Regions from separate parts of the Ovis aries genome. Here region 2 is linked to region 1. Evidence: chromatin contacts called from public Hi-C data. All regions are on one chromosome and are shown on one strand. The core of a region is the stretch at or near the end of the contact, and the rest is flanking DNA. Distances in the headings are between cores, read along the strand shown.

What was found. Hi-C and Micro-C count contacts between places; a contact is called where the count stands out from the background.
Region 2: a contact with region 1 is called in a Hi-C map of hypothalamus, with 5 times the contacts expected there. The contact joins two enhancer-like sites. A contact is called at or near these places in 8 of 16 Hi-C or Micro-C datasets (blood, hypothalamus, mesenteric adipose tissue and 3 more).

Annotation. Positions count from the first base shown.
Region 1 is chr12:59,362,504-59,365,148 of ARS-UI_Ramb_v3.0, forward strand. No RefSeq gene overlaps it. Among named protein-coding and RNA genes, the nearest start is that of TEX35, 27 kb to the left of the region's middle. Within about 2 kb of position 1,353, at least 18 of the 54 cell types and tissues checked have an H3K27ac peak or open chromatin away from gene starts, as enhancers often do. A contact at or near this core is called in hypothalamus, where this site is marked.
Region 2 is chr12:59,760,878-59,763,522 of ARS-UI_Ramb_v3.0, forward strand. No RefSeq gene overlaps it. Among named protein-coding and RNA genes, the nearest start is that of FAM20B, 31 kb to the right of the region's middle. Within about 2 kb of position 1,319, at least 6 of the 54 cell types and tissues checked have an H3K27ac peak or open chromatin away from gene starts, as enhancers often do. A contact at or near this core is called in hypothalamus, where this site is marked.

The DNA of each region.
Region 1 (2,645 bases), core at 103-2,602:
TCAGCCCAGTGTTTCTCATGATGTACTCTGCATAGAAGTTAAATAAGCAGGGTGACCATATACAGCCTTGACGTACTCCTTTTCCTATTTGGAACCAGTCTATTGTTCCATGTCCTTAAGGAGCATCAAACTTTGGTGCAGCAGGGTCCACGTGGGGCTGAAGGAAGGCAGTGTGAGATGTAGGTGTGAGGGCAAGATCTGTGGCCTCTGAAATCAGGACAGTTCCCTGGGGGAGGTGGGACTTGAAGCAGGTACGGAGGACAGGCTGTGTGTGAGTCTGGGGGTGAGAAGTGGAGGGATTGGGCAGCAGGAACAAGTCACCTCCCTCACTCTAGCTGGCAAGCCCCAACCTGTCCTGGCCTTCCGCCACCTCTCACCCCTCATCTGGTACCACTTCCCCTCCTCTCTCGGCTCGGAATGTCCCTGTCCCATCTTTACCCTGTCCCCTCTGCCTAGAATAATGCCAGCATGCAGGAGGTGGATCAGGGTGGTTGTCCTAGGGTGCTGAGCGGAAGTTCCTCTGAGGAGGTGACTTGTGGGTGCCCTTGACCTACTGGAGAAAGCCATGCAGATACATGTATGTGTACACGCATGTCTTCACCACGTCTTGATTTCCTGCAAATGGTGCTCCATGAGGCTCCCAGCCCCCTGCGGAGAGGTACCCAGGGCTTTAAGGCAGCCCCAGGTGTGGGCATGCAGACCTGGTCGGCTGGGGGAGTCCGGCTCAGGCTGCCAGGAACCACTTTCCTATTCCCACCTCAGACAGAGGGCAATGTCAAAGGCTGGTGGGCAGAGGACAAGCCCCCGGCATTCACGTGTTCTATTATCACCCGGCCGGAAGCAGCATCCTCAGGGCAAGAAGGTGAAGGGCAGAACACGCCCCCCTTCTCCGAAGCCCCCCTCGCTTCCCCTCGCCCAGCTTTTCTTCGAGAAGCACTGAGACCCATAAGAGAGCTACCCCGGCTCCAGGACGGAGTGCACTTTCCTGGGCAGCTTCCTTCCCATGTCAGGGACTGAAGTTTAAAGGACAAGGGAGGTCAGGGAATAAATGACTGTGACTAAGGCAGGGACCTCAAGGTTCCCTTTGCATAGACTGGTAATAGGCCTCTCGCTTCTGCCACGGGCTGTGATACAGTCCACCCGCCCAGAACATGACACTGGGAGAAATTTCAAGCGCCACTGAAATTAGTAGATGTTACTGTCTTCATGCACACTGTTTAGCTAAAAGTGGATTCGTTCCCGGCAAGGGAATGATAGCAACCTGACCCCGCGCATCACTCGGCGCCAAGCACTGTCTCGGTGTCCAGCCCCAGCGGAGGGAGGGAGCCAGGCTCGCAGGGTGCAGTTCCCGCCAGGCCCACTGGGTGGCGCAGGCGCCGCACTCCGTAGGGAGCTGACCGCCAGAGGCCGGGGGCTGACTTCTAAGGAAAGGGTCCCCGGGGGAGGAGGGCCCCTCCATCTGTCACAGAGGACCCTGGCCTCGCAGCTCCGACCTGGGAGATCCGCTGCAACCTCATCCAAGCTCGGTTCCGACAGAGGGCTTCCCTTTGCTTTCCAGAAACTTCTCTCCTGGGGATTCTCATCTCACAGAGCAGGCTCCAAGGCAAGGGCTTGGCCACAGATGTGCTGGAGCCCAGGAAAGGAAGTGGGGGTGGAGGGGGTGCAGGGAGGAGGGGAGCTCTCGCAAAGTGAAATGAGAAGGCCCAGTGGTCGATGCCAGACCTGGGGTCAGCCTTCTTGGTTTGGTAGTAAACCAGCCTGCCGCATCCTGATCTCCTGCAGATATTGGGGGGTTGGGGGGAATAGGGGAATGAGATGCTGTCCTGGGAGATGGGAATGGAGAGGGGAGATGGAGGCAGAGAAGCGGAGAGTACCCAGACTAGACACCTTGTCAAGTAGGGCCCAGGCCAGCTAGAATGAGGGGTGGGGGTGGGGGGTCCTCCTGAGTACAGTTGTTTGGCATTTTCTTCCAAGGTTCTCAGATGCTTGTGGAAACGTGCTGTCTCCCCTTCTTCTGACTTGATCCTTCTTCTGCCTCTGGGCAATGCCCCATTTGCCCATTTCGAATCTGCCTTTTGTTTGTGAGAAGAAAAAGAGATGAGCACTGGAGCTTTCTGGGGAGAGTGGAGCCGGGAGAGCCAAGAAGTGGAGCTGGAACAGGTACCTGGGGATTGATGCACGCCTTGAGTGTAGGTCTTAGGGCCCTAACCCACCTCCTGCTTCTTTGGCACATCCGCACCACCCCTGGGATGTTTCTCCACATGTAGCAGGGCCTTCCTTCAAGTTCATTGTCCAACTATGTCCGAGAGAGCTGAAGAGCAATGTCGGGATAACGTGCCTCTGAGCTATTTGTATAAAATGCAGATTCCACCTTCTTGTTTCTAAAGATTCTAATTCGAGAAGATGAGGATGGGGCCCAGGAATCTGCATTTTAACAGACACTGGAAGAAATTCCCAGGCATGGTGGCTAGGTTCCACTTGGAGCAATACCAGCCGAAGCTTTGGGGCACTATGTTTCACTGAGAGAAGCCTGCAGCCAGCAGCTCCTCCTTCCTTTCTGAGCATCTCCTCTGGCTTGGTGTGACTTCAGGGTCAGCAACTCTAGAGCATTTCTTCCCCTGCACTCAGCCTCTTCAGCTTTCCCA
Region 2 (2,645 bases), core at 69-2,568, 400 kb after region 1:
AGTGTCTTCTCCAGAGGTGTGGTGGGTGGTTAATAAAAAGATTATTTTTCTGGATTTTGTGATACTTGTGCCATTTGTTAGCTTTTTAAAATTTATAATTTGATGTCATCTGTTTTCTCAACCCAAGTAAATATTTGTTTCTCATTCTAAGGAAAATTCTAAGTAAATATTTATAAAATTGGGTTTACAAATATAATTTTGTGTTTGTAATTTTATATTATTTTTCTTAAAATGAGCCCCAAATGCTGAAAGCTTCAGACCCACAAAGTCTAGATCTGGGCCTGGGCCTGGATTTGAAGGTCAGTCTTGGCCTTCAGGTTTCCCTAGGATCTCTAGCTCACTCCTCCCCCCAGGTCTCCTGCAAGTCAGTCAGTCAGTTGTGTCCGACTCTTTGTGACCCCATGAACTATACAGTCCATGGAATTCTCCAGGCCAGAATACTGGAGTGGGTAGCCTTTCCCTTCTCCAGGGGATCTTCCCAACCCAGGGATCAAACCCAGGGATCAAACTCAGGCCTCCCGCATTGCAGGCAGATTCTTTACCAGCTAAGCCACAAGGGAAGCCCAAGAATACTGGAATGGGTAGCCTATCCCTTCTCCAGTGGATATTCCTGACCCAGGAATAGACCTGGGGTCCCCTGCATTGCAGGCAGATTCTTTACCAACAATTTGAGCCCAAGGGACCCCTTATCCTCCAGGAGCAGCAGGGTCTGCCAGCCAGTGAGACCTGTCTTTGCCGTATTAGGACGGCCTCTGGGGACTTTCCTTCAGAAAGCCCCTTCTGGCAGGGTGGTTGGCCGTCGTGTGAGCACATGCCATGCCCCTGGGGTAGAGTGAGCCCCACCCCCAGGCCTTGTGGCCTGGCTGGAGGCCCCACCACCAGTGCTATCTGAGACTAGGAGTCCTGCAGTGGAGGCAGGACCAGCAGCTTGGGGCTGGCTGCCGCTGACCAGAACCCCCATGTTCCTAAGGGGGATGACACTCCATCTTCCTAAACTGGCATATTCTGGGCTTTTCCCCTTTTCTGGCATGTCTTCCTGCCCACCCCATGGTGCCCGAGTGAGTGCCCACTGTTTTTAAATTAGTCAGATAGCATGGAGCCAGCCTGTGCAGGGCATCTGAGCAGAGCCCCGTGGCCCCTGTCAGTGTAACACCGTCACTGTTGTCTTCTTCCTCACCTGGTCCCCCCAGCCACGCTGCTCCAAGCCGAAGGGGAGTTTTCTGTTTTTCACAATTAGCCAGAACTCTTCTGCAGAAAGATGCAACAGAGAGCTCCAGGGTCCAGGGCGGTCCCCACCCAGCTGTGCCGATCCAGGCATGAAAAGACACTGACCCCGTGTGGCAACTTGTGGACATGCAGCAGGAGGGAAAAGAAAGGAAGAGAGGCACTTGTGAGGTCTTTTGGTCCTTTGACCTCAGGCAAATGACCCTTCCAGGCCCTCCCTCATCAGCTGAGCTTGGTCCCTACTCATGGCACAGGACCCCTGCCCAGAGCCAAGCTGTTCATCCCTGATGACACATCCCCATCCCGCACTCAACTCTGTGTTAATATTGGGCAGTAGCTTCACAGGACATTTAAGCTCAGTGTGGGCAAGAGAGGTGCCATGGAGGGGTGGGCATGGGCCACTCAGAAAGGGTTTTGACAGACGGAGGGGAGGACAGTTCTGCTCCCCACCCTCAGGTCCCCAAAGCCCAGACCACAATGTCCAAAGCATAGCAGCTTACTTAGTGAGGAATCTGCAGACTCCCGCACACCTGCACTCCAGGTGAGGGAACTGGCCTGAGCCCAGGCAGGCAGGTGGGGAGCAGGCATAGAGGGCTGGCCAGAGGAGCTGCCTTTCAGCAAAGGTTCCAGGATAGGTGGGGCACTGAACTGACTTCTCTAGAAGCTGAGTCTCCAGCCCCAATTCTGTGCTCTTTCCCTGACCATAGGGCTCTCTGAAAGTGAAGAGGCCTGAGGGCCACCATCTGGGCTAGGGGAGGAGTGGGTGTAGAGCTAGGCAGTTGTAGCATTCTGATGCTATTTGAATTCTGAACATATCAAAATCAGGCTCTGTTTCTAAATATTCACTCTTCGTTTGATGCTGTGATCAAGGTGCTGTGAAAAGAAAGTGTCATGCTTCAGAGAGATGAGGAAAGAGGCTCAGAAAAGTCAAATAGCTGTGTCTCGAGTCAAGACCACTCTGTAAGAAGCCAAGCAGGGGGTTGAAAAATATAATGAAAATACAACATAGGCAGGGCTGTTGGGCTCCAGAATCCACGCCCAGCTGCTGCCCCCTGTAGCTTCTAAGGAACAAAAGCCTGACTGGTTTTTGGAGCTCCCTCCTCCCCAACTTCAATCCACTCTCCCCTTGAGGTAGAGTTATCGCCTCACAGTCAAATCTGATCACCTTGCTCCCTGCTCAACATTGTCAGCAGTTCTCCTTTGGTGTCAGGGTGAAAGCTCCAGCCTTTGCCTTAACTTCAGAGGCCTTCCTGACCTCTCCCCTTGCTCCAACCACATAGTTCCCCTCTAATTTCCAGCTGCACTGCCCTTAGGCAGTCCCTAACCCACTACCTCTCAGCCCTATGTGCAAATGAATCCCCTGGGGACTTTGATAAACTGCAGATTCTGGTTCCCTAGATCTGGGGTGGGGCTCTGGATTC